5 separate regions of the Mus musculus genome follow, and regions 1, 2, 4 and 5 are each linked to region 3. A link is a contact called in public promoter capture Hi-C data. All regions are on one chromosome and are shown on one strand. Each heading gives the region's core, a stretch centred on a gene start, on an enhancer-like site or on the middle of the called end of the contact. The rest is flanking DNA. Distances are from core to core; before and after follow the strand shown.

The links. Promoter capture Hi-C pulls out the DNA fragments that hold promoters and counts their contacts.
Region 1: a promoter capture Hi-C map of liver shows a contact between it and region 3, with 2.3 times the contacts expected there. The contact joins the promoter of Rnd1 here to the promoter of 5330439K02Rik in region 3. A contact is called at or near these places in 3 of 39 promoter capture datasets (liver and pre-B cells).
Region 2: a promoter capture Hi-C map of liver shows a contact between it and region 3, with 4 times the contacts expected there. The contact joins the promoter of Krt18 here to the promoter of 5330439K02Rik in region 3. A contact is called at or near these places in 3 of 39 promoter capture datasets (liver and stem cell-derived epiblast-like cells) and 1 of 115 datasets of contacts at active chromatin or transcription factors (pancreatic cancer cells).
Region 4: a contact with region 3 is called in a promoter capture Hi-C map of pre-B cells, with 3 times the contacts expected there. The contact joins the promoter of Kmt2d here to the promoter of 5330439K02Rik in region 3. A contact is called at or near these places in 2 of 39 promoter capture datasets (liver and pre-B cells).
Region 5: a contact with region 3 is called in a promoter capture Hi-C map of pre-B cells, with 3 times the contacts expected there. The contact joins the promoter of Dnajc22 here to the promoter of 5330439K02Rik in region 3. A contact is called at or near these places in 2 of 39 promoter capture datasets (liver and pre-B cells).

Annotation. Positions count from the first base shown.
Region 1 is chr15:98,675,663-98,680,474 of GRCm38.p6, reverse strand. Rnd1 (Rho family GTPase 1) reads left to right here and starts at 3,014. Exons shown (of 5, transcript NM_172612.3): 1 at 3,014-3,245; 2 at 3,901-3,988. The coding sequence starts at 3,126.
Region 2 is chr15:102,024,543-102,029,611 of GRCm38.p6, reverse strand. Krt18 (keratin 18) reads right to left here and starts at 1,396. Exons shown (of 7, transcript NM_010664.2): 1 at 938-1,396; 2 at 64-146. The coding sequence starts at 1,333.
Region 3 is chr15:100,465,062-100,470,116 of GRCm38.p6, reverse strand. 5330439K02Rik (a long non-coding RNA gene) reads left to right here and starts at 1,750. Exons shown (of 3, transcript XR_001781773.2): 1 at 1,750-1,816. Letmd1 (LETM1 domain containing 1) reads right to left here and starts at 1,106. Exons shown (of 9, transcript NM_134093.3): 1 at 872-1,106; 2 at 281-432. The coding sequence starts at 993.
Region 4 is chr15:98,867,259-98,872,506 of GRCm38.p6, reverse strand. Kmt2d (lysine (K)-specific methyltransferase 2D) reads left to right here and starts at 1,302. Exons shown (of 55, transcript NM_001033276.3): 1 at 1,302-1,493.
Region 5 is chr15:99,097,580-99,102,625 of GRCm38.p6, reverse strand. It overlaps Dnajc22 (DnaJ heat shock protein family (Hsp40) member C22), which reads right to left and starts at 3,142. Exons shown (of 3, transcript NM_176835.2): 1 at 3,026-3,142; 2 at 851-1,803. The coding sequence starts at 1,690.

The sequences.
Region 1 (4,812 bases), core at 1,765-4,264, 1.8 Mb after region 3:
AAAAGTTTCCAGCCTGGCCATAGTAGTGAATACCTTTAATTCCTGAGTTTGGGAGGCAGAGGCTGGTGGATCTCTGACTTTGAGACCAGCCTGGTCTACAGAGTGAGTTCCAGGACAGCCAAGGTTTTTACACAGAAAAACCCTGACTCAAAAAAACAAAAACAAAAACAAAAAACCCACATACAAAAACAAACAATAAAACAAAACAAACAACAACAAACCCCCAACAAGCAAACCAAGAGTTTTAAGGAGAAAATGAATGATAGAAGCTATAAAAGAAAAGCAAGGGGCTACAGTAGGAACGTGTGCCTGTGATCCCAGCATTCGGGAGGAAGAAGCCGGAGAACTAGGAGTGTAAGTCATCTATGTATTCCAGAAGCTTTACTGTGTGTGCGTGTTCCTGAGTGTAGGTCAGAGAACAAGTTGTGACAGTCAGGTCTCCCACCACTGAGACCTAAGGGATCGAACTCAGAGCATCAGGATCGGTGGAAAGTACCTTTATTTAACTACTGAGCCATCTCTCCAACTCCTGGTCTGTTTGGTTTTTGAGACAGGCTGTCATGTAGCCCAGGATGGTCTCAAACTCATGAAGTAGTTGAAGATGGCCTTCCTGATCCTCCATCCTCACCTCCTGCGCTCTGGGGTTACAGACATAAGCCATTATACCCAGCTTACAGCAGCCCTAGGGATCGTGAGCCCAGTGCTCTGTGCCTGGATTCTTAGAGGCAAGTGTTGTGTTCTATCTACTAAACTCTGTGTGGGTGTGGGTGTGGGGGGTGGGGTGTGTGTGTGTGTGTGTGTGTGTGTGTGTGTATGTGTGTACTTCTCAAGTTCTGTGAGTAAAAGCATGCCTGTCTGGGTATAGCTTTGCTCTGTGAAGATATAATGAACATACTATAACAGTTTCCCAGTTTCGACTGTGTGATTCGGTGGATTTGTAATCACCCCCTGTCTCCCTTCAACCCTATCACCCTCAGCAGCTTCTAATCTGCCTTCTTATATTTTCATTTCTATTACAGCATATTCTCTCTCTCTCTCTCTCTCTCTCTCTCTCTCTCTCTCTCTCTCTCTCTCTCTCCCTGTGTGTGTGTGTGTGTGTAAGGCTGGGAGAGAAGAACATGGAGGGAATGCTGAACCCTTTCATGTTGTTCTTGGAGGAAACCTGATTCAGGGTTAAGAGAACACAAGGAACCCTATAGACACTTGTAGACCTGTGTTAGGTGAGCCAGAGGGTCGGGGTGGGCAGATCCCGAGGGCGGTCAAGCTGAGGGAAAGGACTCCATCCAGGTTGAGACAGACAAGTCTTCCAGCTGTTCTAGAACTCTTCCAAATCACACTTAGCTCAGGGAAGCCACCAGGACGGTGGGAAAGGACAAAGGGGAAGAATTCCAGAGATTGTCATTTATGTGAAGGCTGAGGTGTCGGGAAAGATGAGGTGAAGAAACTCCTGGAGAGCCTCGAGGAGGGAATAATCACTCAAGGAAACGCTGGATAGTCCACTGGTTCCCTCAGTGACTCCATTCCTGGAAGTAATGGGTGGATGGATGGAGGGGATCCCTGCCCAGCCTGTGAGCCTACAGAGAAGCTGGGAACCATAAGAGTAGACTAGAGGGAGACTGGCTGGACTACATTTCCCAGATAACGTCCATTCTCCGTTATAGTGGGCCTGGCTGTCTTACTAGATCTGTCCATAGGGCCTGTGAAGCCTTTGAAAGGTGCTTATTAATTTCAGGGAAAATGGTCTTGGGTGGGTGGCAATGACTGGCTTATGAGCAAAGCTTGGGGTTGTTCGAGAAGGGACCTCAAGACAACCGTGAGCCAGGGCTGGTGTTCTCTGTCTGAATTTCAGGCCTGAGGCCTGAGGCAAGAAGATGGGCTATATACGGCAAGTTCCAGTGTGATGTTCTCTAAAAAAAATAAAATAAAATAAAATAAAATGAAAGAAAGAAACCAAACCAACAGAACAGGGTAAGGGGAACCCTAGGTTGTTCTCAAGTTTGCCCTAAACTGCCCCTCCCCCAATTCTCTGGAGGCCTCACGGGACTTCCTTGGTGGCCAGTGGCTTATATGAGCTGTGTACTTCCATAGCTCTGTCTAGTAGAGGGGTCTGCAGAAGCCGTGGAGGCTTGCAGGCTAGGGCCAGTCGGCGGCAGTTTGTAGTTTATCTCAGTCTACAATGATTGGTTTTCAATTTCTAATCCCTGAGGCCCAGCCCTGGCATCCAGGCTGGACTCTCACTAGGTGACACTATCAGTGCGTCAGAATCCGTGGCTATCAGCCTGGAACTAGACCTGCCCTGGATTCATCTCGGACACTGAAGCCAGGCCACAGAACAAAACACCTTCACTCTTGCTTGCCAGGCCTGGCATGAGCTGGCTCCTGGCTGGCAGAAAGCAGCTTGTTTGGTCTTTCTCTCTCCTGTTCCTACTTGAAAGACGCCCTCCTTTGTTTTCTTTGCCTATCTCTGGGTCAAGTTATTTTTTGTTTGTCTTGTTTTGTTTTCTTGGTTTGTTTTGGGGAAGGCGATTCCTGAGGAAGGGAGTCGGGCTGTAAAAGAGGGGCAGCAGAGACTTCTATTAGGAGATCCCAGAAGTGGAACCAGTGTGAATAGGAACTATATAAAATTAAGGAGTCACCCTCTCCCCCGAGAGATGCCACCCACCTGTCCATAGTTTAGGCAGGTCCTGCTGTCTTCCTGGGACAGACAGCCTGATTCTATAGCTCTTTGTGGGTCTTGACACTAACTCATAGACACTCAGAGATCACTAAGTTTTACTTCCAGTCCCCTCCTGACCTCCTAACAGCAACACAAAAAGCGTGGGAATCCCCTTCCAAGAGGAAGCCACCGTGCAGCTTTAACAGAAAGGGAAGGGAGGAAGAGGGCGCTGACTCGGAGTCTCCTACTATTGGCTGCAGCAGGGGATCCCACCTTAGGGATTGGCCTGGACAGAGTCCGCCTCCTCTTGTGATTGGATCAGTCTGAGACTTATAGCGGAGCCTTACGAGCCTCCGCCTCAGTCGGAGGCAGGCAGGCAGGGAACCCGCGCTAGTGTGCTAGTGCGGACACTTGAGGCGCGACCTCCTCCTCCCTGAACCCGAGTCCACGTCCCTCCGAGGCTGCAGCCATGAAGGAGAGACGGGCACCGCAGCCAGTGGTGGTCAGGTGTAAGCTCGTCCTGGTGGGAGACGTGCAGTGTGGGAAGACGGCGATGTTACAGGTGCTAGCGAAAGACTGCTATCCCGAGGTGAGCTTCCCTGCCGTCCCGGGGTCGATCCCCCACCTGTCCGGGACAGCGCTCTCCACCACCCGCAGGCCGCCCCACCCTGCCTTGCCTTCTGGCTGGAGGACTGCCCTGTCTTGCTTCCCTAGAGACCTGACCCACTTCTGCCGCCCGGTCGGCTCCTCCTCACCTCTTTACCCATCATATCCCCTCCCACTTGCCTTCATCCCTGAGACCTGGAGGCTCCCGAGAGCTTGGGCTTCATTCTTGACGCAGTACCTGCCTGCCCCTCCTATAAGGCTCTGTGAGGGTGCCCTCCCCAACCCCCCCCCCCCCCCCCGCGCAGGCTTCTGCTGTTTTGCCTGTTCACCTGTGCCAAAGGACTAGAGGGCAGAAGACAGAGGTTAAAACTGGCTTGTGGCTCTGAAAAATGGGACACACATTTAGAGATGTGAGGAAAATGCGAATGTATGTGTCTCAGACTAGCTAGGATGTAGGGGGTTTGTCCCAGGCTGGGGAGCGAAGGCCAATACCTCTACAGTCCCCAATGGCTCCCCCTCCTCTGGCTTCTCGCCATCTGACACTTTGGTGTTTCTCGGCGCATGTGTAGCCAACGCTTGGTGTGGGGTTCTGAGGGCATGCTGCTGCCGGGGTGTGAGTGTTTCCTGTCTCCTCGCAGACCTATGTGCCTACCGTGTTTGAGAATTACACAGCCTGTTTGGAGACAGAGGAACAGAGAGTGGAGCTTAGTCTCTGGGACACCTCAGGTAAGAGTGTACCCCCAAATGCCCCATCCTACCACCATTGGCTAGCCGCAGTTGCTGCTTTTTTAAGGGGGGGGGGGCTGGGAATCCACCTTTGAAGATAGGTGCTTGCCAGGAAAGCGAAGGAAAGAATGTAAAAAATTCTTTGGTTGGGGCTTTGATGATTTTAGAGGATCCTGGAAGGCAGTGAACAAGCCTGGGTGCCACTTGGGTCTCTGGTCTAGTTCACCTCTGGATGGTGAGGTGAAGGGAGCCCTGAGAACTCCCCGGGAGTACCAGACGTCTCCTCTGTCTCTGTCTCTCTCCTCTCCCTTCCTCTCCCTCCTCTCTCCCTCTCTCTCTAGTTCTCCAGAGCAAAGTTAAATGAGGTAGGAGGGTGCTGCTGGAGGCAGCTGTGGCGGGGCAGAGAGCCACCCTCCCGCCCCGCCGGCTTTGGAGGGAATATCACTCTCCTGCATCTCAAGCCGAAGCTGTCTGCTTGCCGCAACTCAGAGGCTGCGGCTTAGAGACGATGATGAAGCGATGCATCATCGATGCTTTTTTTTGGGGGGGGGGCAGTAAATGTAGGGCATGTCCACACTGGGTTAGTGTCCAGTTGAGCACATGGGGGTCTAGTTCTTATCATTTCTCCCTGGGCTGGGGTGAGTTGGAGATGCCCTGTCTATCTTTTGGAAATGTAGAAAGCAATGCTTTCCCTACTCTCCGCTCCCAAGCCCTTTAGAGCTCAGCTTTGCTTCTGAGCCCTTCCCACTTTCTCTACCCCAGCCCCTCTTTTTAACCGTCTGTCTCAGACATCCTTAAAGAGTAAGTGCCAGCCATGTGAGAAA
Region 2 (5,069 bases), core at 147-2,646, 1.6 Mb before region 3:
CCCTACTCTAATACAGTTCTGGGAGTAGGCCATTCTTAGCTCCAGCTGCAGCCCCGGACTTACTTGACTCTAAAGTCATCGGCGGCAAGGCGGGCATTGTCGATCTGCAAGACGATGCGGGCATTGTCCACAGAATTCGCAAAGATCTGGGTGGATTAAAGTGGAGAGAGTCGCTTTGAGAGTTCCGGGTCACATGAGGGTGTGTGTGTGTGTGTGTGTGTGTGTGTGTGTGTGGAGAAGTGGGGGATGAGAAAACACGTCTTGTGTTTCAGTGAATCCATCCCAGTCCCAGGAACAGTCAGAGGCGTGTATTTCTGTCTTCCCTTCCCACCTGAGCCTCCTCTCCCTTCCTGGATTCCTTGCCCCTCTGCCAGGGCCTGCACTATCTGGATTGCTTACAAAAGAGCAGCTTCCAACAAGATTTCTCTGATCCTCTCCTGGCATCTTCTCCAGGTGCACCTGCTAACCCCCCCCCCCCCCCCCGTCCTGGGACGCGCCCCCCCCCCCCACTTGTCCCGCTGGCCCCTCCTACAGGTAAGCTCCTGTTTACTCCTAGATGACTCAGCCTTAGCCACATCCGCTTAACCCTCTAACTGTTCCTACTGGAAAAGAAGTGAGTGTCTGAGTTCATTTTATGATTCCCCCACACACACCTTTTTATTTTATTTTTTTTCCAATCCTGTTCTCTTCCCACTACACTGCTTGGGGGAAGCCGGCTCGCGTGTGTAACCACTACGCTTGGAATTCCTACAGGTTGTGGGTGAGAGTCCAGAGTATTCCTAACTCCGTCCCATAGAGTGTGTGTGGGGGGATGTGGTGAATGTGGAAAGAGTGGAGGGAGTCAACAGCCCACACTCTATTCAAGTTTGGGGGTGTGGGCACACTGGATAGACAGAACAGCCCGGAGCTACTGCCCCTCCCCCCTTAGGCCCCTTACCTGAGCCCTCAGGTCTTCGATGATCTTGAAGTAGTGGCCCCAGTCTCTGACGCCCTGGGGCCCCTTCTTCTCCAGATGTTCCCGGATTTTGCTCTCCAGTCTCCTGTTCTCAGTTTCCAGGCTCTTCACCTTGTCTAGGTAGCTGGCCAGGCGATCGTTCAGGTCTTGCATGGTCTCCTTCTCGGTCTGGATTCCACCCATTCCCGCCAGGCCTGCGGACCCCACAGAGCCACCCCAGACAGAGCGGGACACGGATATCCGGGACCCGGAGCCCCCAGCACCTGCATAGACGCTGGCTGCGCTGCTGGCAGGCCGGACCCGCTGGCTGGGAGTTCGCACAGAGCCCAGGGACCGGTAGTTGGTGGAGAAGGTGGTGGAGCGAGTTGTGAAGCTCATCTTGTCTGGAGAGGAGAGCGAAGCGAGAGACCAGAACAGGAGTTCCGCCGCGGAGGGTGGCAGTCCTCGACCTGTTGTTATATCGCCGCGGGAGGAGGTAGGGACCTCCCCCAGCAGGCCACGCCCCAGCCACCGGAGCCGGGGGCGCCAGGATCGGGATTCCTGTGACCTAACAGGTCGCAGCCCTTCTCCACTTCTGCACACGCCCTCAGCATACCTGCCATCCTCACCGACACAGGGAGTGGATAACTAAGGGGTGCACAAAGGATAGCAGGTGGTGTTAGCCCCTGAGTGTCTGTTTTCAGGGCAAAAAATGGCGTTTTAAATATCCGTTTATTCCGGGCGTGGTGGCGCACGCCTTTATCCCAGCACTTGGGAGGCAGAGGCAGGCGAATTTCTGAGTTCGAGGCCAGCCTGGGCTACAGAGTGAGTTCCAGGACAGCCAGGGCTACACAGAGAAACCTTATCTCGAAAACAAACAAACAAACAAACAAACAAACAAACTCCATTTACACAGACAGAAGAGGGGTTCACTAGGGTGAAGATTTTGTGGCATGTCGCCAGCTTAAGTCTGGGGGCAGTCCTAGAACCCCAGGAATCCTGGGGAAAGAAAATTGGGAGCTCAAAAAGAAGAGAAACACGAACCTGAGGGCAGGTCTCTTGGTTTTTCTGCTCCGGCCCCATGGTTCCAAGACACTGCTGTGGCTCCATAGGGAACCGTGGAAATACATATCCTCAAACGCGTGGGTACACATGTCCTCATTCAACTCATTCCCTGGAGGCTTTATCGGGGCCTTTGTGATTATGTAGAAGAGGTATCCCTATGTCTGGACACCTACCATTTACCTCCTCCTCCTCCTCCTCCTCCTCCTTCTTTTTTGAGACAGGGTCTCATGTAGCTCGGGCTGGTCTTGAACTTTCCATGTAGCTGAGGATGGCCTTCAACTCCTGATCTTCCCGTCCCACTTTTGAAGTGCTGGGATCCCAGGCATGAGACTCCATCACTTTCAGGTTACAGGGTGCTGAGGACCAAACCCAAGGCCTCATACTCCTCAGGCAGACCACTTTACCAGCTGAGAACACAGCCAACCCAAGAGCACATAGATTTAACCAGTATTTGCTAGACACCTTCTAGTAGCTATGGGAACAGCAAGGAAGAGAGAACCACTGTCCTTCCTGTAGATTATACTGTGTCTGGACAGGTTGGGGTCTGAGTCCATAGACCAGATATGTAGAAACAGCTAAGTTTGAACCAGATTGCCTGCCTCTCCATCCCCCACCTCAACCTCTGCCACCCCCTTGCATCTGTCCCCTTCTCCTGCTCCCCGGGCCTTTTCTTCGGTCCTTCCTGGTCAATTTTTATAATGCTTTCTGGCTTTCCAGCTTGTTTTCTGGGGGAAAGAGCCCCTCTGCACCCCCGCACCCCCTCCTCGCCAGCTGGATGACCACTCCTGCTGAATGAGGAGGGAGAAACCCTGAGGTTGGAATCGGTCAGCACCAGGAGCCCGTTTTTCCGGCAGGACTTGGTGTTTGCTATACCTGTGGCCATGCTCTTTGCTCTGGAGTGGACCTATTGATCCTTATCGAGCGAGCGGCCAGCTGAACTGACTGTGTGAGTGCGAGCACACAGAAAAGTAAAATCAGAAGAGCAAGGGGGAGGGGGAGGGGCTACGAAGAACCTAGGTCAGCAGATCAGACTAGAGGGAAGCAAACACAGGGCTGATGCATGCTGGGTGTGATGGATTGTTCGAAGCCTGCCTCCTTCTGGACCGGAAAACCTCAGCGACTCCGTGGGACTTGGCTGGGGAGCCTGGGTGTTGCCAGAGACAGCCAGGCAAATGGAATGCAAAATAACATACAAACAAATGCCCACTGGCTTTGCCTAAAAGCTCCTGGGGAGGGGGTGTGTTTGGAGATCCCAGGCTTTCAATTTTACAAACTCTCCCCCCCCCACCCCCCCCACCCGAGTTCCACAATTGCTCTATTTTATAGAACTATACAATGAAGTGTACCGATGGGCAACTTTTCGCTGTTTTTAAGCTTTACGTTTGTTATCCAACTTGGATACTTTGCTGGTTGGGTGACTTCAGAAAGTCACTAAACTGAACTTCCGTTTTGTTTTTCACTTCTATGGGTAGAAGAAAAAAAAAAAAGAATCGTTTGTCTATCTTCTAGGAGGCAGTGCACGGGAATGTTAATACAGCACTCACTGCTGAAGAAATAGGAGTTACTTATTGCAGAGTGAGGCCTCCGTCAGGAGGGGACGGGAAGGAAGCTTCAAGTCACCGCCAACCACTGGTGGACTTTCAGTTCTTTCAGTAATGACTAGAAGACCCTAGAATTCTTCTTTAAGCCCCTGGGTAGATCCTGCTTTGATCCTGCCACACCCCTGCAGTGCTGGTCCGTCTGTGGTGGGAAGGTTTGCTGTGTGGCCGAAGAGCTGCAGTATCTCCTTATCTCACAGCTAACGTAGATGGTCGCATTCCTGACCTCTTGCGGCATCCGAGCAAATACCGACCTCCAGAGTCCGGTGCCAGCTTGCCCTTTTCCCAGCAGTACCTGATTTTTCTGGAATCGGGCCTTAAAGCTCGGCCTGACAGGCTTTAGAAGGGTTGGGGAGAGTGGCGTGAGGGAATAGTTTCGATCCAAGATCCCCGGGGCTGGGCCTCGGGGCTGTGGGTGGCCAGGTGAAGAAGGGGATGGAGCAGTAGCAAAGCCAGGCCGGGGGATGGGGGTTGGGGGGAAGGGAAGAGCGAGGCGGCCAGCCAAGGAGCTTTCAGAACAAAGACCAGAAAAGAGGAGGTTGAACCGTGGGGTGAGGAGTGGACTGGGGGGAATGTCTGGGGTTGGGGGAAGAAGGAAGTGGACCTTCCCCCAGGCCCTGCATTCCCTCATCCCGCAGAAGGGGAGGGAACTTGCACTGCAGGTTTAACTAGGAGAAAGCTCAACGGGCGACACAGGGGTGGGCTGCGGCTCCCTCCCCTCAGGCCTCCTCTCCCACTCTGATATGCACTCTCCTACCAGGAGCTACAGCCATGCTCCGTGCAAACTAGATAGTGGGAGATTAGAGGATTAGAGAGGATTGTGAGGGTCTGGAGTCAGTTGGTCCAGAGATTGTTATCAGTCAGGCTACTCCCCCCTCCACCCCATCCCCCCAATCCCTGCCCAGCTCTGAGGAAGTGTTCAGAAAGTCATTCCAGGTCTGTGTGGAGGGTCTCTGCCAGTTCCACCATCTTTCTTGGAGCACACTATGTGGTCCAGATTGGCCCTGGAACTCAGAGATCAGTCTCTGGGTCGTCAGGAGTTCGGGGAATAACAGGGGTGTGCCCTGTGATTATTAATCACTTTTGAGACAGTTTCAAAATGTTGCCCAGGCTGGCCCTGAATATATGATCCTCCAGAGAGCTGGGGTTACAGCCCGAGCCTCTCCTTGAAGAACTAAGTGACTCAGGTTGGAGAAAATGGGAGATGAGGTAGGGGAGAGTTTTAGAGATAAGGAGACTCAAGTCTCCCTCAGAGCAGGTGGCTGGAAGAATGAGGTGGAACTAAGGGTAGAATGAGTTTGGTGCAGAATGGGCTTGGAGGGGCAGCTCAGCAAATGGTTTGGGTTTAATCAGTTACTGAGAAGGGTGAGCTGGGCAGGTGGGGCACACCTTCAATCCCAGCACTGGGAAGGCAGAGGCAGGAGGGCCAGACCTTCAAAACACATAGGGAATTTGAAGCCAGTCTCTCCAGG
Region 3 (5,055 bases), core at 501-3,000:
GGGTCTGGTCTGCACTGAGCAGGACAAGGAATTTCTAAGGAAATGAGAATATATTTACATCTTCTGCTCTCTCTCGAGTGATGTCAGGATTTGTCTACCATAACATCCATCTGGATATTTAAGAGGTGGCAGTGACAATTTGTAAGAATTCATGCTCAAACCCTGACGGAAGAGAAGACATCCCAACTCACAGCGCAGCAGCGGACCCGGCACATTGCAATCTCACTGACTGTGACTAACGCAGAAGAGCAGATTCGGGCTTCTCAATGTTAGCGTTTACCTTTCATGAAGGTTGTGTATAAGGCATAGAAGCGGGGGAAATGACGCCCCAAGAAACGATGGTACGATCCGTTAATCGCTCTTGTCTTGGTCACCACGTAAGAAATCAAGTTCTTCACGTCCGCCTTCGGAGAAAGGTGAAGCTTTGAAGACCTACAACGAAGACCAAAGAGACTATCTGCGAAGGAGTAGAAGCCATTCGGTACGTAGGACCCCTCGGTAAACATACGGTTTCTGAGAGCGATTGCCAGAACTCTTCTGAAAACCCAAGCTCAGGGTTAGGGTTGGTATGAGAGGGGCAGATCATGCAGAAAGGTGTGAGCGTGGAGCGTGCGCAAAGCCTGCGGGGCCAGGAGAATGCAAGCTGAAGCCATGGAGAGATGGGAAGGGGAAGCTGAAAGATGAGCTCAGGATGTGCGGGGACAATCGGGTGGACACGGAGTACGGAGAGGGACAGGGACGGGCGTTCGGTGGGAATCCTGCATGGAAAAGCAAAACCCAGGGCCCAAGGCAGGGGATCCCGAGAGGCGGAGGCTGAGCCGCTGGAAGGGCTTCTACATCAAAAATGCTCTTCTTTCTCCAGGGCCCTCACCGAGGGGCTCGCCACGCAGGGCCAGAGCGGCCCAGCTGCAGCCTCCGGGTGACAAAGGGTCCAGGGGCGACAGTCGAACCCCACAGAGCAGCCCGAGCCCAGCACACCCTGGACAGCGCCATCTTCACAGCAGGGGAGGGAGCGCGGAGAGAGGTCGTCTCCGGGTCAGAGTGCGCCCCGCAGCACGCACGCGCCGCCCCTCCACGCCGACAGGCGGCTGCGAGCCGCCCCGCGCCCCCCGGGCGAGCCCGGGCGGGGACCCGGATTGGACGCGGCGACGCTTCCGCGCGCAGGACCGGAAGCGAGCCTCCCCGAGGGAGCGAGCGCCGGCCCAGCCTGAGGTCGCTATCGTGAGCCGAGGACGGCGTCTCCTTGAGGAACCCAGTGCCCTCGTCGGTCCCTGGGGGCTCGGGGCCGCGGGCGCTGCCCTTGACCTCTGTGGGAGCCCGGGGTCGTGGCCCCGATGGCGGCGGCGCGGGGTGGCGCTGCGCCCTCTAGTGGCGGCGGCCGGCAGGGCTCCGCCCTCCATCAATCTGGCGGCAGGTGTAGAACCCCTTTCCAACCCTCGCTTTCTGGTCCTCACGCGCCCTTGTCACGGAGTAGGTGCGCGGTGGATATTTTTTGGAGAAATGACTACTTGAAACTCGGAAGGGTTTCTAGGCGTCCAGCTGTCCGCGAGAGTCGACGGCCCTCTTGTGTCCATAGGCATTTTAACGGACGTGAAGCACGCTGAAGCCATGCGTCTGCAGTCAGGTTTAGTGTGGGGGACCTTGGACAGGTCACTTCGGTGAACTTCATGTGGGTTGTACCTGTGTTGCAGAATTCTGTGAAGATCGAAGGATGAAATGTTTGCATGTTTGCAAAAGCTCCCACGTCTGTAGAACATCTCCGTGTTTGGAGGGCTGGTGGTTTGAACAGTTGCAAAGCTGTTCTCTGCAAGAGGAGGTAGGTAGGTAGGATAGAAAATGACCAAAAGATGGGTTCTCTCGGTTCTCAGGTAGCTTCTAAGTCCCTCAACTACGGTGTCTCCGGCTCGCTAATAGAACTCCCAGGAGACACGAGCGCAGTCACAGACGGTTTTCTAACAGAAATGGAAAGGCACTGCCTGGGAGAACAAACTAAAGGGAGGGCATTTTGTGTAGTCCAGGGTGTGGGGGGGGGGGCGGGGGGGGGGAGGTCGTCCTGGGTAAAGTGCTGAGTAAGCTTAAGGACCTGAGTTCAATCCCTGACTCTAACGCCAAAAGCTGGGCACGGTGGTCTGTGCCTATGACCGCCTCCCCACCCCACCCCCAACACACCCACGTCCTGGCCTCTGTGCAGGGGAACCCGGAGCTTCTTTAGAGCTGAGACCCAGGCAGGAGGAGCCCTGGCACTTGCTAGCCAGCCAGTCTAGCCAAGTTAGCAAGTTACAGGGTTAGAGGGGACCCTGTCCAAAAAAAAAAAAAAAAGATATGTGCATATCCAACACCAGGCATGCGCAAACATGTACACAAACTACAAAAAGAAAAAATGTGATACGGATTCTACGGATTCATTTCCTCACATAGCTGCTGAGTATTTCTTCTTCCATTCCCCTTCCACTGACATACAGGTAACGAGTGTGTGTGCACACAAGCTCAGTCTCTGTCTGTCTCTCTCTGTCCAGCCCACAGTGCGTACATTTATAATCCCAGCACTGCAGTGGGGAAGGTGAGAGGTAGAAATAGGAAAATGTCCAGAATCTCGGAGGCCAGCTTGTCTGGAACGCCCTGCAGGGAAAAGAGACTGAGAAAAGACCCTTTCCCAAAGTGGCAGACAGGACAGACATCTCAGGTTGTCTTCTGACTGACGTGTGGCATTCATTATACATCCACTCGGACGAACCACACACGAATGCTCACATACATGCACAAAGATAAACATTTAAAAACAAACAGGACCGGAGCTCTTGACTCTAGCTGCATATGCATCAAAAGATGGCCTAGTCGGCCATCACTGGAAAGAGAGGCCCATTGGACACGCAAACTTTATATGCCCCAGTACAGGGGAACGCCAGGGCCATAAAAGGGGAGTGGGTGGGTAGGGGAGAGGGGGTGGGTGGCTATGGGGGACTTTTGGTATAGCATTGCAAATGTAAATGAGCGAAATACCTAATAAAAAATGGAAAAAAAAAAACAAACAGGAAATATACAGCTGCAGAGGTGGTGGCCAATGCTGAGCCGGCTGGGTTCGGGCTGGAACAATGTGTACGCACACAGATGAGTTGACCTGGAGAAGAACTGAAACTCTAGTTGTCGGAGTCAGAACAATTGAGAGGCCTTATAGACACTGGGAATCTATTCACTGATTCGAGGCTTTTAAAGTGAGAATGCCCACGGCTTTCCATAGTAAAGATGCAAGGAGATGAAGTGACAGGCATCGCCTGGGAGTTTATTAAAGAAAAATCTCTATTTCCCTATGTGGAACTGGATCTGCTTCAGTGTGTGAGCGTTTTGCTTATGCTTGTGCCTGTGTGTCAGAAGCAAGTGAGTTTCCTGGAGATGGCCCACGGTTTTTCATGGCCTGCAATGGGTGCTCTCTGAGATGCAGGGTCCTCAGAGACTTCAGCCCAGGATTGCTTCTTGCTGCTGAGATGCCTTTCCTGTCGCTGTTACATAGCCCAGTGATTCCTGGGCATCAGCCCACACTATTGATCAGGATCGATATGAACATGTGGTAATGCTGTGCAGACCCGAATTGATGATTTCATAATTCCTGATCATGATTTTATAGAATTCCTAAATTGAAATAAGTAATCGCACTCCTCTATAGAATACAAGCTGCAGATAGAGCTCTGTAAACCTTCATGTGTCCTGGGTGATTGCACTAGGAAAAGAAAGCAGGCTTGGAACAGATCTACAGTCAGGGAAAGCATTATGTCTAAGTGAGTTGTGAAACCACTGTCTGGCAACTAAAGGTCATAAACGGGGAATGGACAGTTTATTGTAGGTGCAAGGACAGAACATGAAATACTGACTGGCTCATCCATACAGAACTTCAAAGCTAATGAGACCTAAGGCAGACGATTCGTCTCTTGACAATGCCACCCCGACTTTATGGCATATTGATGCATTTATTTCCATATAGCTGCATGCTTAAGAAATCATAGAAACTGGGGCCAGGCATAGTGGTACACGCCTTTCAACCCAGCACCTGGGAGGCAGAGGCAGGAGGATCTCTATGAGTTTGAGACTGGCTTGGTCTATACAGTAAATGAAGGCCAGTTAGGGCTGCATAGTGAGACCTTGTCTCAAATAAACTATAAGGTGTATGGTATAGGTCACTCTGTAGGCCGGCTTTGAGAGCTCCCAATGCCCAATGCATCCTCTGGCAGCCTTTGGATCAAGATGGAGAACTCTCAGCTCTTCCAGAGCCATGTCTGCCATGATGATAATGGATGGCACCTAAGAACCAGTAAGCCAGACCTAATTAAATGCCCTTTGTAAGAGTTGCCTAGGGGGCTGGAGAGATGGTTCAGTGGTTAAGAGCACTGGCTGCTCTTCCAGAGGTCCTGAGTTCAAATCCCAGCAAACACATGGTAGCTCACAACCATCTGAAGTGGGATCCAATGCCCTCTTCTGGTGCATCTGAGAACAACAGTGTACTCTCATTCATAAAAAAAAAAAAAAAATGTAAAAAAGGAAAAAGAGTTGCCTTGGCCATGATGTCTCTTCACAGTAATGGAAACCCTAACTAGACAGATGGGTTCTATTGTCCGAGGAAGCTAAAGCTAAAGGTGTAGGGAGAGAGAGTTGGATAAACATTCCGGAGATTTGGGTGAGGTCTGGCCCTACAGAGAGCAAAGGTCATGAACAACATCTATGCCAAGCCATCTGAGTGGAAAACAGGCATCCATCTCTTCCACTGAGGAGACAACCTGGTGTGATTGACATCCCTGGTTTCTCTAGTGCTTATCAGTGAGCATTTGTGCCCTCTATACAACATAAGCAAATATCATTTATTTTGGCTCAGTTACAGTCTGTTCTGGAAAGGAAGTCCGGAGCAGGAGCCTGAGGTACTGCCAGGCAGGAGAGGAGACAGTGACAACTACTTGTTTTCAGCTAACCACCCCACCCCAAGCCCACCCCAAGACAGGGTTTCTCAAAGTATCCCTGGTCCTATAGACCAGGCTGGCCTTGAACTTGAAGATCCCAATGCTGGTGTCA
Region 4 (5,248 bases), core at 53-2,552, 1.6 Mb after region 3:
TTTCACCCCCCACCCCCCCTTGGCAAAGATTGTCCCCCAGCCAAAGAAAGGAGTTCCAAGGGTCAGTGACTTTAGGGAACAGAATTAAAAAGTGGCCAGAATCCTAGCTTTACCACCCAGAAGGTAAAGGAGGCAGCTCCTGGGCCGTGGCGAAGAAGAGGGGGGCTTTATTCCCACGTGTCTGCCCGGCGGCCAGCCTGGCGCAGTCGGGGTTAATCTGCAGCGGAGGGATCCCGGAGCGTGTGCGTAGAACTGCAGAGTCACAGCCTTTCCTCCAAGAGGGCTGTACCCCTCCGCCGCCCCGCTCCAACACAAAATAGGGCCTCCTCTTCTCCTTTCTCCCCTTCTCGAGTGGGGTTCCCCAGGCAAAAGGGCCCCCTGGATCTCGCGCCGGACGCTCCACGAGTCTCTACGATCGCTGCCCAGCTCCAAGGCGAGGAAAGAGCCTCTTCGCAGGAACCACCCTACCGGCCGAGCAGGAGGCGGAGGGGGGAGGCGGAGCGGCGCCGCGCTGCACTACTTTCCTCTCCGGTTGCAAATGGCTGCCTCGTTCCCCACTTTCCGCTCAGTTTCCTGACCCCCCGGCGCCGGGAGCCGGGGTTGGACCATGCACCTCTAGACCCCCCGCGATCAGTGCCTGCCGGGGGTCTAGGGGGTGCCGCTGACCACAGGCGGCCAGGCCGGGGGCGGGGCAGCTCCCGAGGCCAGAGGGGAAGGGAGGCGAGCGCTGGGCCTGGAGCGGCCGGAGGGGAGCGGGCAGAGGGCTCGCACCGCCCGCCCCTTCCTCTTCCTCGCCCACCAACCCTCCTCCCTTCCCCGGGGGGAGCAGAAGGTGGGGGGCTCGAAGCCGCCGAGGGGGGACGCTCGGGGTCGCGGAGCCCGGCGCTGGGTGTGTGTCAGGTTCGGCCCCGCCGGCTCCGCGTCGCCGTAGCTCGCGCGGCCCCGGGGCGCCGGCCCGGCGGGGAGAGGGGCTCGGCGCGGCTGCGAGGGGCTCACGTTCCATCCGGGCCCGGCGCGCGGCGCGGCGCGGCGCGGCATTCCTTCCGGGCTGCTGGGGAGGCGCCTCGACGTTCCATCTGGAGAGCCTCGACGTTCCGCCCGAGCCCGGCGCGGGCGGCCGGGGCGCTGGCCGGGCCCTAGGACTGAGAGGCCGCCCCGCGACGCGGATGCGGAGCCTGCTCGCCCAAGATCAAAGCCACCGGTGCTCTCTTTGTGTCCGCTCGGGATTCGCCGCCCTGGGGCTGTTCATGGAAACCTAAACTGCTGGAACCTGAGGCAGAGAACCCCTGTTGGATTTTTGCTTTTTTTTTTTTTTTTTTTTTTAAACCCCCGGGGGAAGGGTGACCACTCCGACCTGGATTTACCGTTCTTGGTCTCCCTAAGCCCCCCCGAGTGGGGGGCGGCTGTGCTCGCTCTGGCGGTTGGAGGTCGGGGAGCGGCCCGGGCTCTGGCCATGTTCTCGGATGAGGATTTCTGGATCGCCCTGTGAAGAGGTGAGTGAAGTCCGCCCGGCCTGGGCCCAGAAAGGGTTGGACTAGGGGCACAGCCAGATGGACTATCTTGGCCGGTGGCTGGCCTTTAGGTTGGAGAAAGGGGTGCCAGAGCTGGGGAGGGTTCCTTTGGCAGGGTCTGTCAAGGGAATCTGAGCCAGTTGCCACGGCAGAACCGAGGCCTGGTTTCTTGGGGTGTGCCTCTTTAAAGATTGGGGGTTCAGGGAACTACAGGAGTTTGGGAACATGTCCAGATAGCCTCTCTGCCTGTTTATTTTTGTGTTGAGGGAGTTCGACCAAACTAGGACCCAGGCCCTGATGCCAACACCAATCCCAGGCTGTTGTCCCCCACCCCCACCCCCAGGGTTCCTTGGGACAGAGCAACTTGGTGGGGGGATGCCACTGCCAGGTCCCACATACTGCCAGATTGGACTTTAATGTTGTTCCTACCTACCTGGGCACCCAAAACAATCCGTGGGAAACTCAAGGAGCCCTGAGTCCTTCACCCGGGAGGTGGGGGGGGGGGGGGAGGGTGGGTGGAAACTGGTGCGATGAAGAGGGGAGCTGGGGCATGAAGGAGGTGGGGCTGGGGCAGCTCTGCCCCTGCTGTTCAACTTAACTACTCTGCCTGGCAAAGTGACCCCAGCAAGGCCTAGTGGTGTCTTAGCCTGCTTCGTTTCCCCTCCTCTTGGGATGGACATAATCTCCGGGGGATTATAGAGGAGGCCGTTGAGATCTGTTCTCTACGAATGTGGGCTGCAAAAAAATGGCTTTTGTCTCTTGCTTTCTCTGGGCCTAGTGTAGAGTTAGCTGCCCATGAGTCCCTGGCCAATCCTGAAAGCCCCCGCCAGATCTCTACAATGCTTTTCTGGCTACGGAATGGTAAATAGTTCTCAGGTGCTGCCCCGGCTCTGCAGAGTAGGCTAGCTTGTGCCTCTTTGATGGAGAAATGACTTTATTTGTGCTCTTTTCTGCTGGAAGCCAGTGTTTCCAGCCCTGGTAGGAGGTGCTGGGGAGAAGGGGTGTGTATCTACAGCAGGAAGGGTGCAGCATGAGCCTCCCGCCTCAGCCTCTGGGCCCCGGGCTGGGGACAGCCTCTCTCACACCTGTCATGTTGCCCAGCAGGGATTTGGCTAGTGCATTTTGCGCCCTCATTCCACCCCCTCCAAAATACATTTGCTAGGTCTCCTTGAGTATTGTCTCAGAAAGGGGAAAGCAGGGGGTTTGCCCTTGAAAGCTTTCTGAGAGTTGGCATAGGGGTGCGGGGTAAAGTGAGCTGTCATCTATGGTCTCTGCCTCTCTTGTCTGCTCTTAGATAGCATCCTTAGGTGAGACTGTACCTTGTTAGCTCTGGCTGATCCCCTAGGCTACCCAGGGACAATGTGTTACCATTTGGATCCTTCCTAGAGGGCTGACTGAAAATGGGGGAGGAGAGAGGTGTGGTTTGATTCTCTAGCTGGGAACCAGGAAGTCCTGAGTCCCACTGAAGAGCTGTTCACTCAAGGGCTCCAGCCTTTCACCCCTCCAAGCCTCCATTTCCTCCCTTGCAGAGAAAATGGAGTGAAGCCTGTTGGTCTAGGGTGAACACAGGAAGGAGAGTGGTGGGGTAAATCTCTGCCACCTCTCTGGGCTGTTTTGGGTGTTTTTAGATGTAAGACTCCGGGTGTCAGCTCCCTAGCTCAGAGCAAGCCTGGCGCAGGTATTAGCCTAGTTTCGATCCAGGGAAAACCCCCTTGGGATATATGTGTGTGTCTGTTTACTGGCTGTGAATGATGGGATGGGGGAGCCCTTGGTTTTATTTGCTCAAAAGGCTCCAGGGACTTGATTGCTATGGCACTTGGTATTTTGGTATAGATGCTGGGCTGAAAGCTTGAGGAGTTAGGGGCTGAGGTTTCAGGCTACTTGGAGGTGTCCCTGGGTTCTTTATGGTACAGAAAAAGGAGAGTTTGCCGCTCAGTCTTGGACCTTCCATGGCTCTGTAAGTGGGGTGCTCTCTTTGCTGGGGTTTCTACTTTGATCCTCAAGGCTAGATGGAGAAGGTAGTTTCTGTACCTACTTGGGCAGTGCTAGCTTTAGCAGAGAGAGAGAGGGAGGGAGAGAGAGAGAGAGAGAGCAGGAGAGAGCGAGAGAGCGCTAGGGAGCGAGCTGTGCTTGGGGGAGGGCCGAGGAATGTGTCCCTCTGGCCTTGTGTCAGGTGGCCCTCCTACCCACTGTATTATCACTGTTGCCTTCTACTTCTCTTTGTTGCTGTTTGTGGCTCTCTTGGCCTCAACTCTGAGAACAAAGTTGTTGGAGGATCTGTTAGGAAGATATGGTTAGATGCAAACATTTAGGAAACTTTAAAGTCCTCTTGGACCTTCGGTGTGACCAGGCCTTGAATGATTGAATAGGCAGAGGGTCCTGGCTTGAGCCTTGAGCTCCAGTTCCCACTTCCCACAGGTGGCTTGTAAGGGCCTCTTGCAGTTCAGAGCATGCTCTGTAAGTCGGCCAGATAAGCATCCTGCTTTGCTGCAGATGGGTTGTTGTGCATGAGGCTTGGGAAGAGGTAATGGGTGTCGGGTGCTGCTGCTGGGCCTTCCCTGGCAGGGTCAGAGCATTAGGGGGAAAGGAACGTGGCGGCTTCACTTCTGCGTGGCTCCAGGGGGCCGCCAACATTGGCAATGGAACTGGGGGCTTAGGGAAGGAAACGGAGTCTGCGTTGGCTGGGAATTGAGTTACTGATTGCCGGGCACTTTGAGGGCTCCCCTTGTTATTCAGCCCCAAGTGATTGACCAGGGTATTTGCCTTCCAGTTTTAGAGAACAGGATTATCTGTACCCAGGTTGGTGTGACCACTGACTAAACAAGGGGAGGGGAAAACATGGGAGATGGATTTCTCAGACCTTTATCACGTACAGTTGTTTTTAAGGGCGTCTTCTTAACTCACACCACCTTTAGAAGCACTAGATTCTGGTTGAGAGGAAGGCCCACCCTTCTCACCAACAGCTGCAGGCACTAATCCTTCTCAGCTTTCTTATGTGGGGTTTCTTTCCTATTCATAATCTTGGGAATTCTTTTCTGTTTAAACAGTTTCAGTGTGGAGTTCTGGTTGGCCTAGAGCTCTCATTGTAGATCAAGCTGGTCTCCAACTTGCCCTTGATCCCTCTGCTTCTGTCTTCCAAGTAATGGTGTTATAGGTGTGTGCCTCCAGGTCTGGCATCTCTAATTCTTACTCTTGGCTCCTCTCAGTCTTCGTACTCAAGTGTGCTGCCTTGGAGGTCAGGGAAAATACACCCGGTGTTGTGTGAGTCTTAAGCTTTTAGATGTAGCTTTAGCATGTTTCGTTTGGTTTTGAGATACACTGGATTATATGAAAAAGGAAAGAGGGACCGTTAACTCTTCGAGTATTTGGAAACCCGGCTTGACTTAAGAGGAAGGAAACTATTCTGCTCTGTTAAGTCCTGCCCCATTTAGCCCTCCTCCAAGTAGCAATGTGCTTCCTGAGACTACAACTCCCAGCATGCTTAGCCCCGGGGCCTGCTTACACATGCTCAGTAACTCTTAAGGCCCACTTCTGTTAACTACTAGGAGCATCTAAGGAAGAAGGGCAGTTGGCGTTGCTAAGGGCAACAAACCTGAGGCCTTCATGCTAGGTGAGACCCAGGGCTCATGTAGGGCTGGGGCCAGTGGTGGTCCTGAGTTTCATATGCCTGGCAATTGAGGTTCCTCCTGTTGTATTTGGGATATCCTTGTTAAAAGCAGTGGAGATCCAGTCACGGC
Region 5 (5,046 bases), core at 1,893-4,392, 1.4 Mb after region 3:
ATTTCTGAGTTTGAGGCCAGCCTGGTCTACAAAGTAAGTTCTAGAATAGCCAGGGCTATACAGAGAAACCCTGTCTCAAAAAACTAAATAAATAAATAAAAAAAATAAATAATGAGGGAAAGAAAGAAAGAAACAAAGAAAGAAACTAACTGAAAACTCATCTAGCTGACAGGTGGTACTTCTTGCTAATATTCATTCATGATACAGAGGCAGGAGGAATACAAACTGAGGCCAGCCTGGGTCTCCATATTATCCTGGTTTAGGCCAGCTAAAGGATGCACAGTAAGAACCTGTCTTTAAAAAAAAAGAAGAAGAAGAAGAAGAAGAAAAAAAAAAGGCTAGAGAGATGGCTAAGCGGTTAAGAGCACTGATTGCTTTTCTAGAGGTCCTGAGATCAATTCCCAGCAACCACATGGTGGCTCACAACCATCTGTAATGGGATCTGATGCCCTCTTCTGGTGTGTTCCCAGTTACAGTAGCCTGGAGTGGTGGCACACGCCTTTAATCCCAGCACTCGGGAGGCAGAGGCAGGCAGATTTCTGAGTTCAAGGCCAACCTGGTCTACAAAGTGAGTTCCAGGACAGCCAGGGCTACACAGAGAAACCCTGTCTCAAAAAACAAAAAACAAAACAAAACAACAACAACAAAAGTATTTATTATTCATGTGTCTTCCTCATGTACCTTCATGAAGCCCAAAGAAGCCAGGATCCCCTTTCAAGGCATAGCTGGCCAGACTCAGAACAGAGCTCCCTCATGCAAGCTACAAGCTCCTGCAGGGCTTCCATCGCTCAGAGTCCAGACAGGCTCTCCTCTCTGAGGAGACTTACCCGAAGAGGGAAGAAAGGCTTACCTGGTGAGCCAGCTGAAGTTTCTCATCCTGAAAACTGTCGACAAACTCATAGAGCTTTTCCCACTCCTGGAACCGGCTGCTGTTGAAGCCAGGACCTCCGACCAGTAGCCACCAGATCCGGCAAGGCAGAAGCAAGACAGACTCCACGAGGCGGCCAAGAAGTGGGAAAAAGCTGAACCAACTCAAGAAGGAACCCAGGGTTTCTGCCACGTAGTTAATGGTGGCAGCTGTGTTGTACATCGTACTGTAGGCCAGAGGGCCGGTGAAGGCGAGGTAAGCCAAGCCCACGCGGTAGAGCCGCACACTAAGTGTCTCTGACCCCGCTGAGGCTTTGTATCGTCGATGCTTCTGGGCTGTAATGCTGGCAGCCAAACTGATAGGCAGGATGGCTATGGGGCGGCCATAGAACACAGGGGACGTGAGGAAGGCCGCTCCTAAGGTATTCTTAAAGTCTGAGGTCTGGTTACCAACAGCAGCTACCAGCAAGACCCCTAAGCCAACAGCCAGTGGGAGGCCCACTATATAGAAGTTGTCCATGGAAGAAAGGCTGACTAGAGCCACAAGACCAAAATAGACACCCACTACTATCTGGGAAGCAAAGCGAAGGAGACTGAGAGGTGGTCTCTCCTCTTCCGGCCTCTGTTTCCAACTCTGGACTCTGTTGGCTTGAGCCACAAAGCTCGGGAGCTTCCAGAATTCCCAGAGCCAGCCCAACCCACCACCTCCCAGGGTGAGCATCCAGAGCAGGGCATGGCTGTCCCTTCCCAGGTACAGGTGGTGGAGCCCAACAGGACCCCCCAAAGCCCAAAGGACATAGGTCATCAGCAGCCCTTTGGCCATCCTCTAGGGCAAGAGTCTCAGAGAAAATCCAGTGGCGTTTGACATTGATCAAATTGCAGAAATCTCAAGGTCCTCTGTGAGAATCACTGCAGTCTGGAGGGTCATCCTTAGGCCTGAGAGGTGAAGCAAGGAGAAAGGCTCAGCAGTAATAAAAATCAAGCTAGCCCTACCTCGGGGTCTCTCAGGTACTAGATGTCTCCTATCTTCCGTTAGCACCCCAGTCCTGTTATTTACAATCACAGTGACTCCATATTTAAGGGAGGAAATGCTTCAATTAAAATATTTTCATTTATTTATTATTAATTTATTGATATTTGAGGCACAGTCTTATTGCACGTTCCAAACTGGTCTTATGCGGCCATAGCTGAGGACATCTTGGTCTTCCTGCCCCTACCTCCTCAAGTGCTGAGGTTATAGGCATGTGCCACCATGTCCAAGGAAGAGAATGTTTTTGTTTTTAAGATTTATTCATTATTATGCATACGTACACTGTAGCTGTGCTCAGACACACCAGAAGAGGGCATCAGATCCCATTACAGATGGTTGTGAACCACCAGGTAGAGTCAGTGCTCTTAACCGGCTGAGCCATCTCTCCACCCCCAGGAAGAGAATGTTTTAAGTGACTTTAAGTTGGGACACTGAGAACTAGGTGCCTGAACAACAACAACAACAACTCAAAAGCTTGGGACTAACGGGTGACCCAGGGGTCACTTGGGGTTTAAATTCCCAGCACCCACATGGCAGCTCATAGATGCCCTCTTCTGGTCTCCAAGGATATCAGGAGTGCATGCAGTGCACACACAAAGGTTCAAGCAAAACACCCGTGTACATAAAGTAAAATTGAGAAAGAATAAGAAGGGGGAAAAAAGAAGCTTAAATTTCTATCCTCCCCTTAGACTCTGGAATAGTAATGGCTCACAGGAAAGGGCTGAAGAGAATACTTTTTCACTGTTTCAAACCCCTTTGAAAGCCAGTGTCTTAGCCAAACTCACTCCTTTAACATCGTGTGTGTGTGTGTGTGTGTGTGTGTGTGTGTGTGTGTGTGTGTGTGTGTGTGTGTGTAAGCGGGTGCATTCTGTAACTCGGCCAAAGCCCTTTCCAGCTTTCCCATCTCCCCAGACTATGCCGTTCTCCCACAAGCCAAATTTGAAAGGGACCCTGAACTCCTTCCACTTAAACGTTCTGGAGAACATTTTGACCCAGACCTTAGCACCCCACAGCCCAGCCATCCTATCCCTATCAACCAGATCGAAGGCACTCTACAAAGCGGCCGCAAAAATCCTCAGAATATCAAATCTGCCTGCCAATCGTCTTACCTACTTCAAGCAAACTCACCCTCAGGCAGTCCCAGCAGGGCCGCAGTACCTGGCAGCCCAGGCTTCCAGGCTGCTTCAGAACAGCCATTGCCTTTGAACACAGATTCAAAATGGCCCCTCTGTAACTGCTCTCACCTCCACACAAGTGGACTTTGTCCCTCAGTGCTGGGTGACTGTGTTTGAAGTCAGGCCACCTCCTGCAGGCCCCGCCCCGAAAGCCCTGGTCAGCCCCTTCGTAGCCACCTTCCGGTCCTGTGTTCCTGGGCTCTGATCGCCCTCTCTACGGGAAGCTTTCCCCAGACTCACCCAGTTTTACACTGTAGGGCCTGGAACCGCGCCCCACTCCCGGCAGTGCGCACCTCTTGCAGCACTTCATTAACACCGCCAGATGGCGCTGCCGTTTACGGAAGGGAGGGTCCCCAAAAGTCCCAGATCTCCTTTTTGCAAGGTTGGGACATTCCTGGTCAAAGCTGTCCGAACCGTGCAGCTACCTGGCGGGAGAAAAAGGGCGACTCTATCAATAAAATTAAAAATCTCGACTTCCTCTCCTCTCCGCCACAAATGGGAGGTGATCCCTGTCTCGCTTCTCTCTGTACTCCAAGACGGCCATTATAGGATCACGTCTAATTTCTTAAAGGAGAGACATCCACTCAGAGGTGAAGGAGAGAGCCCCTCAAGACCCGCAATTCTGCCTCACTACCTTGCTTCCAGGCCTTCCAGTTAGGGGACTCCACAGCCAGACCTGGGAGTCTGAGCCTGCATAGCCCAGAATCCATAGAGCCAGAAGCTGTTCAGACCCTTGTAGCCTGAAGCAAAGGGGGGGGGGGGAACCCACACCAGCAAGGGATACAGGGTGGGGGCGAGCCATCAGAAGAGTAAGGGCAAACCCAGGGAGACTCGGGGGAGAGGAGCCTGCCTTCTCGCTTGGACGCTGGAATGGAGCTGGCTTACAAGATGCCTTCAACATCCCGGGCTACAATCCCCGAGCAGCTCCGTGACCTTGGCCAAGTCACACCCTTTCCTGAGCTTCAGTTTCTTTTAAAAGAAGCTTGGATCTACGAAATTCCCCAGGCTTGATTAGAGGTAGGGATGGAGCCGGTGGGCTTCACTTAGGGTCACTTGTCAACAGTGGGCAGAATGTTTTAGCTCCCTCCAACGTCTAGTTCTAGCTGGGGACTAGATATGGCCCCTTTAGGGCTGAGGAGGGGCGACAAAACGACAACCCAGCCACGGCTGGGGACGGGGGGCGGACGGGGGCGCTGAATAATGAATGAGACTTAATTGGGCCCGCTCTGCGCGGCGGCGCGCTAAGCTTGGCAAACAGCGCGGGCAGAAGCAGCCGCCGCCGCTGGACAAACAAACTCGCTCGGGAGCCGGGAGCCCAGTGCGAACCGCCTGGAGGGGGAGGGGACCCCGGGGAGCCAGGTCTCCTGCTCGCAGGAGGGGCCCAGAAGTGTCCAAAAACGCGAAAGGGATGAAGGCTTCGGGCCCAGCCTAGAAAGGACGGACTGGGGAGGGAGCGAAGCAGATTTTTGCCGTAGAGCCCTGGGACCCAAGGGCAATGTAAGCGCGTGAAAAAGATGGAGAAAAGAGTGGAGGACGGAGAAGAGAGTGAGAAATGAGCGAGGAAAAGGCACATCTGGAGGAGGGTGGTGGAGGGTGAGGGGCGAGAGGAGGACCATTACTGTGAGGAGAGGGCAGAGCGATGGAGAAACGAGAAGGGAGGCACAGGGGACCTAGAGAAGAAGAATTGAGGAAGAGTCAAGGAGAGGGATGAGAGGTGACCGGAATGAGAACAGGGGTGACAGGGTGGGCGAGAGGAGCCCCTGCCTGCGCCTCGCCCTGCCTCGCTCCCGCCCTACGCTCTCTCCAGCCGTCCGCACTCACTTTGTCACAATTACGGGGCCGTCACTCGGCCGGGATTGTTTTCCCCAAATTGTTGTTCTATAAACTGGCTCGGGGTGGGAGGTGGGGTGGGGGTGGGGGGAATCTGACAAGCTGAAGCGGGAGGGAGGGGAGCGTGTGAGCAGCTGTCGAGGG